Regions from separate parts of the Podarcis muralis genome. Here region 2 is linked to region 1. The links are chromatin contacts, called in public Hi-C maps. All regions are on one chromosome and are shown on one strand. The core of a region is the stretch at or near the end of the contact, and the rest is flanking DNA. Distances in the headings are between cores, read along the strand shown.

Region 1 (5,251 bases), core at 2,039-4,538:
CTCGCTAAAGCCTCTATAATAACTGTTCTGGTATTTCCCCCTTTATTCCATCATAAAAGATAAGACGCGACACAGTCTTCTACAAAAGTATAAAAAGAGTTTACTCACATTCTGTTCACAATCGGATCCCAGAAGGCAGACTTAGCTTAATGAAGTAACATACACTTGGAATCTATCTCATAAGAAGACAGTCCCTTTGTCCTCTCTTGGTTGGAAGCCAAGAGGGCATCATTGGCTTAGTAGATGTTGTTTCTTCAATGCGGTGAAAGAGAGAGAGATGGCTGCCCTGCCCTGTGCTTTTGTCATTACCTGCACAGGTGAGGCCACACCCACCTCTAGTCACATGCAGAGGAAGTCTGTCCCAGCCCCAGCGGCGTAGCATGGGTTGTCAGCACCCGGGGCAAGGCAAGTAATTTGCGCCCCCTAACCCGTGGATTTGCGCCCCCTAACCTGTGGATTTGCGCCCCCTAACCCGTGGATTTGCCCTAACCCCAGATGTTGCGCCCGGTGCGGCCGGCCCCCCCTGCACCCCCCATGCTACGCCACTGCCCAGCCCAGAAGGATACAGGAAGTTTACCTGCTGGCTGGACAAACATTCCTCCCCATGTGTAAACATGTTCACTCTAGGAATGTTGTACTTGACTGCTCTTGTGTTTCACATCCTACACTGCTCCCCTGGCCCCTCTTGGCTGCGCCCATGCTGGGAATCCAGACAAACCCGCCCACCCCCCTCGCAGCGGGAGCACGTGGAATCCACCTTTGAACTTCCCCAGATCCGACTTCTGCAAGCCCCCCAGGGCGCTGAGCAGCAGGGGAGAAGGCGGCTCTTGGGTCTTGCCCTTGCCCAACGGTGCACCCAGCAGGAGGTGCTAAAGTCAGGGGTGAACGATGGCGTCATGACACCTTGGGTGGGGCATTGCTACACAGCGCGCATGTGCAGCATGCACTGTATATAGCGACGCCGCACATGCGCTATACATAGTTCGGACGGTGGTGGGATCCCTCCGTAGCCCCTACAGCCGCATGTAGAGGATCCCCTCCCTTTTTTTATTTAAGTACACATTTTGAATGTTGAATGTTTTGAGATTTTATTTGCTTATTGTGGATGTTGACATGTATGAGAAAGATTTTTGAGAATTTATGACAAACCAATAAAGATGAATTTTTTAAAAAATAAAAAAAATCCTAGAATCCTAGAACTGTAGAGTTGGAAGGGACCCTGAGCCCTTATGTTGTTATTGCAATAATAATAAAACAATGATGACAACAATTGCGCAGTAGGCCAGTTTAGCCAGTAATTGCTTGGTGACAGGTTAATAAAATTACATAGGAAACTGTGTGACGTAGGCAATTTCCTGCCATTGTGTTGTGGTTTTCCTGGTTCAGTTACAAAATGAGATAGAGAGAGAAGCGAAAAGGGCAGTTATGCGGCAAGACGAGGCTTTCAGTGGAAGAGCCCACTCCCCAGTTTTGCTAAGTAAGTCGTCCCCCTTCCCCAAAATGAAGCAAAAGCGCTAATGAACCTCAACCACCTTTACTCTACTGCCGCTTTAAACCACCGGAGTATCTCATTTCGCGGCAACTCGCCGAACTCGGGACGAGGCAAAAGTTTCGCTCCCCTCCAGACCCCCCCCCCTCACGATCCTTAGTATCCACCGCTGCCAGGGCCAAAGCTAAATGGCTACCCAGAAAGCACTCTGGGCTGTGAGCGGTCCTCCGGGGGCTACGCCTCCACTCTGGGCTGCGAGCGATCCTCCGGGGGCTGCGCCTCCACTTTGGGCTGCGCCCGATCCTCGGGGGGCTGCGCGTCCTTTCTGGGCTGCGCCCGATCCTCGGGGGGCTGCGCCTCCTCTCTGGGCAGCGCCCGATCCTCGGGGGGCTGCGCGTTCTCTCTGGGCTGTGCGTCCTCTCTGGGGTGCGCGTCCTGTCCCGGCTGCCTGCGCCGACGGCACCTTCTTCCCCTGGCCCTTGCAAGGCATCCTGAGCCCTGGAGGAGGAAGGACAAGAAGGGAGCTGGAGCGGCTGTCCCGCGGAACCGACTGACCCAGGGCCCTCAGGGGAGCGGAGGAAGATCTGCCGACGGCTGCCCCGAACCGGGGGGGCATTGGCCACTCAGAGGAATCAAGCGGGGCCGGGAAGCTGCCGGCAACTCCCTTTCAAAGGCCGAGGAAAATCTTCCTCTGCTAAATCAGGAAAGGAAACACCCGGGGGGTTGGGTATGCGGAGGGGAGCTCTCCTGGGCTCAGGGGAGTCGAAAAGGGGTGGACCCCAGGCAAGAAGGGGCTTTACCTGCTGGCTGCGCTGGAGGGTCCTTCGCAGCCCCCGGAAACCTTGTACTAAGGAATAATAAATTAAATATTGGATTGTCTGCGAAAGAATTCCTTGCAAGGTGAAATGCGTGAGGAATTGAATGGGTGGAAGGGGGAGGGTTGGAGGAGAGAGCTAATTTCTCCGTGGCCAGGGGGCGCAATCTGAACGCTTCTGCCAGGGGCGCAAGATCAGCCTGGCCGCTGCGCTCCCTCCCCAGCCGCTCCTTACTTTTCCCAGTGGCGGCCAGGAGCTCCTCGGCGCGGTCCTTGCAGTTGATGGCTTTCAGCACCTTGGCGGTCAGCTTCACGGCGTACTCCTCGGCGTAGAAGCTGATGAGCAGATCTTTGAGGTCCAGCGCATCCACCTTCTGCAGCCGCCCTCGTGGGATGTTGTCGTAGCCCTTGGAGATGGGGAACCTGTTCAGCTTGGCCTTGAACCTCCTCAGCTCGTCCTCGTTCAAGTTCTCCAGGCAGACCAGCAGGCGGTCCTCCGCGCTCCTCGCCATGGCGCTCCTTCAGTGCCAGCAAGAAACGAAACTTGCTTCGCGGAAGCTGCAAAATTGAAAGCAGGCATCGTGCCTGGGGTGGGTAGAGGATAGGCATGTAGGACTCGGATTGGTGCAGCGGGAGGAGAGAGGCGTGGCCTGAGTGAAAGCTCCAAAAGGTGCCGGAAACGCTCCCCCGAGGCTCTCGCGCTTCCCTCTGTCTGTTTTCTTAGCAAGCTGGGCAGAGACGGTTTCTCCCATTATAAACATTTGCTTACAAAAGGCGCTCTGGCAGGGGCGGAGCAAGGCAGGTGTACCTGTAGGGCAGCAGGTAGCCTCCTCGGAGGCCCCGCGATCTCCCCCCCCCCCGAAAAAAAGAGTTCAGCAACTTTTGTCACTGCCAGTTGCCACTGTCTCTTGAGAGTTGGACGTGCCTGCTATAAATAAAATAACACAAGCCAAAACAAAATCCATCCTGTAGATTTAAGTATCTGTCCACAGTCGCCTGCTTGTTATCAGAGCCCCAGAATCCACATTCCTTTGTAAGAAAATATGAAATAAAGTCAAACCATTTTTGCAGGCACAAATAATAATAACAAATAAAAAAATCAATGGGGGGGGGGTGCAAGAAATTTTCCGCACCAGAGACCACCTGACCTTGCTGCTCCTGCTTCTTCCTGGTGCCAAGTTGTGCAGGCAAACCCTCCAACATTTCTCTGATGAAAATAGGGGAACAACAACAATAACAACAACGTTATTATTTATACCTCGGCCATCAGACCAGGTTGCCCCAGCCACTCTGAGTGGCTTCCAACATATATAAAAACATAATAAAACTTTAAACTTTAAGAAAGACTTCCCTATGGAGGGCTGCCTTTAGGTTTCTTCTAAAGGTTCCCTAGTTACTTATATATCCTTGGCTTGGGTGTAGCAAAACTCGATACCACCCGCCAATATTTCTCCGAGGAAAATAGAAAAGCGGGACATTCCAGGATCAAATCTGTAACCTGTAAATCCGGGACTGTCCTTTGAAAATAGGGACACTTGGCGGGTTTGCAGCACACGGCTCTTGCAGGAGCGAAATTCTGGAGAGATAGGGGTGGGGGGACTTGGGGGGACGGAGCAGGTTTGTAAGAAATAAAGAGGAAAGCCATGCGAACAGCCAGGCGCGGGGCTGTTTTCGTAAACATCACAGAAACATCACACGCAGGCAACCTCTCGTCCCTTTTTTATAAACCTAAGGCGCGAGACTTTCATATATTCCGCTCGAGTTTTCTGATAGACTGACAGAGCGAACCTCGGGCCCGCCGCTTAATCTCTTTTTCTCCCACGTTAGAGGCTTTTGACGCATGACAGGCAGACATTCAACAGATGAAAGCTTTATGCACATATACACAAACACATTTATTTATTTATTATTTATACCCCGCCCATCTGGCTGGGTTGACTGGGGGGACACCTGCCCCCCCTTGGCTGCGCCCATTCTGGGAACCCAGACGAGCGCATGGAATCCGCCTTTGAACTTCCCCAGATGCTCCAAGCAGCAGGGGAGAAGGAGGCCCTCGGGTCTCGTCCTTCCCCGACAGCGCGGCGGAGCCCGGCAGGTGGCGCGAAAGGAACACGCTCTGATTCCAAGGCTTCCCTGGCCGTTCGCGTCGGCTCCGATTGGCCGCGCGGGCGGAAGGGGGCGGGTGCGGAGCTCCGGGCTCCAATTCTCATCTTGCTTTCGCTTTCCTCCCGTCTGAGGAAGCTCCTCTGCTCTAACAGCTTCCGCTTTCGCTTTCTGTCCTCCGGAAGGGAGGAGGCGGGGCTTGGTGGAGGCTCCTCGCGTCGGGCGCGCCAGCCTTGTTGCGACTGGGGCTCCTTCCTCTCGAGAATTTCCTTCTCCTCTCCCGCCTGTGCCTTCGGCGCGCGGAAGGGCTCCTCGGGGCTCTCCTTCCCGGCCTCTGCCGAAGTTCCTCTGCCGGGGAACTGGGACTCCAGAGCCCGCCGAAGGCGCCCGATGGCGTTTAGGACAGCCCGGTTGAGGGCCTTGAGGGAAGGGTCGGGTGGGAAGGATATCGCTGAATTCTTCATAGAGCGGGCAGGCTCTGGAGGCAGTATTCAAATTGTCCTTCCCACGGTCTTTGCACAGAAGAACAGATTCAAAGCAGAGCCCTAGCTGCGGGTGTGTGTGGACCAAGAGTAAGATAGGAAGAGGATGGAGGCTCAGGCAGTAGGAAATTCTGCTTTGAACAGCTTAATGGATGTAGTTGTTGTTTAGTCGTTTAGTCGTGACCGACTCTTTGTGACCCCCTGGACCAGAGCACGCCAGGCACTCCTGTCTTCCACTGCCTCCCGCAGCCTGGTCAAACTCATGCTGGTAGCTTCGAGAACACTGTCCAACCACCTCGTCCTCTGTTGTCCCCTTCTCCTTGTGCCCTCAATCTTTCCCAACATAAGGGTCTTTTCCAGGGA
Region 2 (5,251 bases), core at 1,656-4,155, 290 kb after region 1:
TCCTTGTAGAAAATGCTGAACCAGGTGAGTGATTGGTCAGGCCCCTTTGAACAGATCTTTTGTTTATCTGAACCAAGTATATCACCCATTCGAGCAGAACGTTTTGACTGATACTAATATTTATTATTATTTATTGAATTTATATCCTGCCCTTCCTTCCCAAGGAGCCCAGGACAGCAGGTACACAATTTAAAAACCAAAACCAAACATTCTAAAACAGTTAAAGCATTCCAAAAGCAATTACAATTTTAAAAAAATCAGATAAAAGTTTTAAAAACAACAACATTCTAAAAGCAGTTGCAGTTAAAACCATTCTTCCATCCAGTGATCTCATGGTTTTTGCCCCTTTGAGCAGATGTTTTGTTTCTTCAAACCTAATATTTCACTGACACACCTCTTGGCTCTGCTCTGGAGTCATCTTTGTGCAAAGGTTTCCTGGAAGCCAGGCTAATAGGGGAATGCTGCCGACTCAGGGTGCTTCCAGACTGTTGCTATTTTCGGGTGGGATGCAATCACATATCAGCAATTACAGGTTGTGCAATGACAGTTGACGGGGAGGTCCTGTGCAATCAATCCGCTTCCCCCAAAGATCAGACTTTTTGTGATAAGGAAAGTGAAGGGGAAATGTGCTGGAAAGTGTGGGATAGGACTTACTTGGATGCAAAGTCATCTCACCTCCCCACAAACAAATCAGAAGCCAATGCTCATTCAATAGTAGTAGTGCGACTCATGCAACCCTCATGCAACACAGAACAATAATTATACATACTTTATCAACCTTCTGAGAAAAATACAAAACATTAAACAAAGCCACAGAGACTTGCGAACTACCCAACCTAAGATGAACTTATAATGTCTGGTTTCAATAGATTTTTCAAATGCTTAACTAAGTCTTTTAGACGAAGAAGAAGAGTTTGGATTTGATATCCCACTTTATCACTACCCAAAGGAGTCTCAAAGCGGCTAACATTCTCCTTTCCCTTCCTCCCCCACAACAAACACTCTGTGGGGTGAGTGGGGCTGAGAGACTTCAGAGAAGTGTGACTAGACCAAGGTCACCCAGCAGCTGCATGTGGAGGAGCGGGGAAGCGAGCCCGGTTCACCAGATTACAAGTCCACCATTCTTAACCACTACACCACACTGGCTCTTAGATAAGGTCATGAAGATACCAACCAAAGGTAAGTTCAGTGTTATTCACAATACCGAGAGATGCTAGTGGAGTTGTAGACAATAAAGTTGTAGACGACAGGGTGCCAGCGTTTTGCACCTGTTTCACCCTGGCAGTCCAAATAATCAAGAGGCCGCTGTTCGCCCCCGATGGGGCCCTTTTACTGGGGCTTGCAGGTAGCACACTCCCAAGGTAGTTTTCCGGGCTTCTTCAGCGGCCTAATCTCAAAGTCTTGATATGTATATTGATACTCAATTCTTTCTTGGCTTAAGCTTAAGAGACTGATTTGCTTAGCCTATTCAATGCTCATTCAATAGCCAGGCACTGTCCAGTCTCCCAGCAAACAAATCATTACACATTCATCCAGAACAGGCCACCTAGAAACAAACCCAGCCAGGAAGTGTGGAGGCGCCACAAGTCAGCCACTAGGTGCCTCTGTAGGGCTGCTTCAAGGGAACAGCTTGACAAAGTTTGCGGTTGGATGACAGCATGGGAGGCTGCATAGCCTATGGCAGGGGTCAGCAACCTAAGGCCCAAGGGCTGGAAGTGGCCTGCAGAGGTCATTTGACCACCCCACGAGCCACCCCCGAACTGAGTTGCCTGCTCACGCATTGCACTAAACCAGCGCAGCAAGGGGACTCGCTTCCGCGGCACCGGAAATTGGGCGATCCAGCCCACAGAGGGATCTCTGCGGGACTGATCCAGCCCAGGCAAAATAAACCTTGCTGACCCCTGACCTATGGTACCAAAAGGAGCTGGGGAGTTAATCACTCTGCACTTGCCCAGTTGAGAGGGAGACAGGCTTTCGGATTTAAGGCTCAGGGTCACGGCCCCCATTCCTTCAAAGATTCCTCACTAGACCTGAAGCTTGGACTGCAACTACGAACACACCAGTCTTCCTAACTTTTCTCGCAGGGTCCTTGTAAGGTCCCTGGAGGAGGAGGGGATCATGTAAAATTGTGTCAGTGCTGAACCACTTCAGATTGCAGGCAGTGCTTCTAGAAAACAGAGATGCCAGATGCCGCGGGCACTCCCGCGGGCTCCCAAGGCTTGCAGATAGCTTCCTGAAGCCTGGAGAGGGAGAGGGGTCGGTGCGCACCGACGCTTCTCGCTCTCCAGGCTTCAGCGAAAGACTGCATTCGCCTCATAGGACGCACACACATTTCCCCTTCATTTTTGGAGGGGGGAAAGTGCGTCCTATAGGGCGAAAAATATGGTAAATCCGGCACTGCCCACATGGCCAGAAAAAAAACCCCCATCCTGATACACAGTTGTGGTGCAGGTTCACCATCTAATCACCTCCTGTGCCCAAAGTTCACCCCAAATACCACCCAGTCCATGACTCACCCAGAAGATCGCGCTTCATCCCCCACCCATGTCTTATTCCACCCAGCTCAGTTCCCTCTGCCTGTTCTTGAAAATCCCCAAATGCCAAATGTAATGGTCAAGTTGCCTGTCAGTCTGCAATATCCTTTGCTAGGAAACTCTAGAGCTTCCACTTTCCCCAGCCCTCAGCTGCTCCATGCACTCAAGAATGCAACTGAGGGGCTGTCCCTTGCCCTCCCCGCATGGGAACAAGCAGGGAGTTATGTATTTTATGCAACAATGTCGGGCCTTTGCCTCTAGGAGGCGCCCTTGAATCTGCAGAGAAGGCTGCATCAAGAACTGAATATTCTTGGGCCAAGTCATTTGTGTGGCATCTTTGGTGAGGGGGAGGAATCCTCCCACGCACCAGCCGCCTTTTCCTCCAGGGCACCCCCCGCACCCCAGCCTTCCCAGAAGTACGGTGCCCTATAGAGCTATATATAGTTAGAATCAGGGCGGGACCAAGGGTCATTCACTTGGCTTCTGTGCCCGTCCGGGGATGGTTGGTGTCTCCTTGCTGCCTTTCTGATCTCTGTCTGTTCCCTCTCTGGACGCTGCTGCCTCTCTTCAACGCTTGTCTGTCCTAGTAAGATCTTTCTTTCTTTTTCTTTCTTTCTCTTCCGATTCTTACTTCATGCCTTTAACCATGTTCCAGATACATCCCAAAAAGCTAGAGGATCGGGCTGGCGTTTTATTTAAGGGTTGGTTAAACAGATAATTTTTAATTAAAAAAAATACCTGGTGGGTATTGCAGGTTCTTCAAATGTGGGAGGGAGTGACCGAGGGGAGAAAAGTCCAAATGCTGCCCAGTTGAGTGCAGCAGATAAGACGAAAGCCTTGGGCAGCGCAGCCCCTGTTCTTTGCAGCCAGCAAGCACCTATCTGGCATTTGCGCCCATTTTTGAATTTATTGCTGGGCCTCCACTGCAAGCATAAATTAAAGGTGAGGTGGATGCTGCAGGTTGTTCTGTAAAAGGAGATTAGATGAGCCAGGTGGTCCTAGGCAGAAAGGCACAATATGGAGAGTTACACTATAATTTTTGAAAGGACTCTGAAGCTGGAACCTTAAAGGTGGATCTGATGCTTGATCCTTGGGAAATCTTGGTAAGGCTTTCAGAGGGCTTCTTGCGCCCTTGAAAGGCTAACACAACACCCCAAAGGTGCCACTTTCAGGGATCTGATGGAGCAGGGGTTGCCAACATGGTGCTCATGGGCACAGTGGTGCCATTGAATTCTTCCCCTGGTGCCCACAAAGCCTCTGGTCACATAACCCACTCACTGGCCCCTTTGTCATGAGGTGGTGAGGGCAGTTCCTTTTTCCTCCCCCAAAAAGTACACAGAGCTGCAGGAGGAAGAATGTCACTCTTCTCCACTTCCCCTTTCAAACCTCTCTGCTTTTCAAGGCATAGGTTAATCCAACTTTGCCTAAATTCCTTTGAAAAATGAAACACGTATTTTCTCTATTGCCATCTAGAATTAGCTTATCATGAAAGTTCATCAGGATGTTTTTACTAAAATGCATTTCCCCCTCATATAATGCATTTATAGGTGTTATTTTACCTAATATATGCATGTTTATGTACACCTTTCCCCAATAATACACCTTTACCTATGCACCTGCAATGCAATGCAATGGTTGGAGACCTGGGTTGGAAAAGTTGGAGAAGTGCAGCATTCAGTGGTTAGCTGTGTTCATGCATTGTTTCAGGAAATGTGGGTTGGCAGCCACACGTTAAAATGCCAACCCAACTGCATTTCTCCTGCATCCATCATTGAGAGGCAGTGTGGAGAATCGAGCAGAGATCCAGGAAGCCTTCAGTTCATATCCCTGCTTAATGCCCAAGGTCATCACTGGGTGACTTTGGCTTAATCAACGTCAAACTCTCAGCCTAACCCACAACGCAGCTTGTTCTGATGAACCTGAGAAGGGGCAAAGAGAGAGAGAGAGAACAGTGTATGCTGCCCATGCTCCTTAGACGAAAGGCAGGATAAAAATAAAAACCGGTCACAGAGGCGATAAAATTGAAGACTGCAGATGTAAACTACATTGTCTAGATCCAAATTTACAGTGCCATGCAGTCCAGAGCAATACAACAACCAGCAGGACGAACGCTAAGCAGTTTATCGGGAAATGCAAGAATATACCACAAGGCAGAGCAGGGCTCCAGTTACCATGCCAGTTTCCCCTTCTGAACTATTTATAGGGCATTTGTCAGCTTGGCCTGTAGATTATCCAGCAGCTGCTTTGCAGGCATCACATTCCTCTCCGGCTTGCAATAGTTCAGCCTGAGTCAGCCCTGAGTAGGATGGGGCCTGGGAGGAAGAGGTGGCGAAAGCAAGGAAATCACGGGGTGCTTGCTCAGAAGAACTACACTAGTCTTCTGCAATTGAGCAACAAGCCTGGGATTCCCACTTTGAGAAAGGCACCAGCTTTGGGTGCCTTTATCATGCAGGACAGTTACTAAGAGACTGAGCTGTGAATCAGGGAGAGCCTGGGTTGAAATGGGTTTCTCCCACAAATTCACACACTGCTTCTCAAAGTTGGGTCCCAAGCTGCTGTTGGACTACAACTCCCATCATCCCTCGCTAGCATGTTGGGAATGATGGGAGTTGTAGTCCAACAGCAGCTGAGGACCCAAGCTTGAGAAACATTGACTAAGGTCACATCCACACCATGCATTTAAAGCATCATGATACCACTTTAAGGAGTTCCTCCAA

The links. Hi-C and Micro-C count contacts between places; a contact is called where the count stands out from the background.
Region 2: a contact with region 1 is called in a Hi-C map of blood, with 5 times the contacts expected there. The contact joins the promoter of TRIM72 here to the promoter of LOC144325254 in region 1. A contact is called at or near these places in 2 of 3 Hi-C or Micro-C datasets (blood and tail).

What each region holds. Positions count from the first base shown.
Region 1 is chr13:15,570,470-15,575,720 of rPodMur119.hap1.1, forward strand. LOC144325254 reads right to left here and starts at 3,289. Exons shown (of 2, transcript XM_077917960.1): 1 at 2,539-3,289; 2 at 1,063-1,987. The coding sequence starts at 2,815. The coding sequence ends at 1,674. It overlaps LOC114583250, which reads right to left. Exons shown (of 14, transcript XM_077918115.1): 12 at 4,287-4,884. LOC114582861 (apoptosis-associated speck-like protein containing a CARD) reads right to left here and starts at 139. Exons shown (of 3, transcript XM_077917962.1): 1 at 109-139.
Region 2 is chr13:15,856,767-15,862,017 of rPodMur119.hap1.1, forward strand. It overlaps TRIM72 (tripartite motif containing 72), which reads left to right and starts at 2,906. Exons shown (of 7, transcript XM_028703546.2): 1 at 2,906-3,120.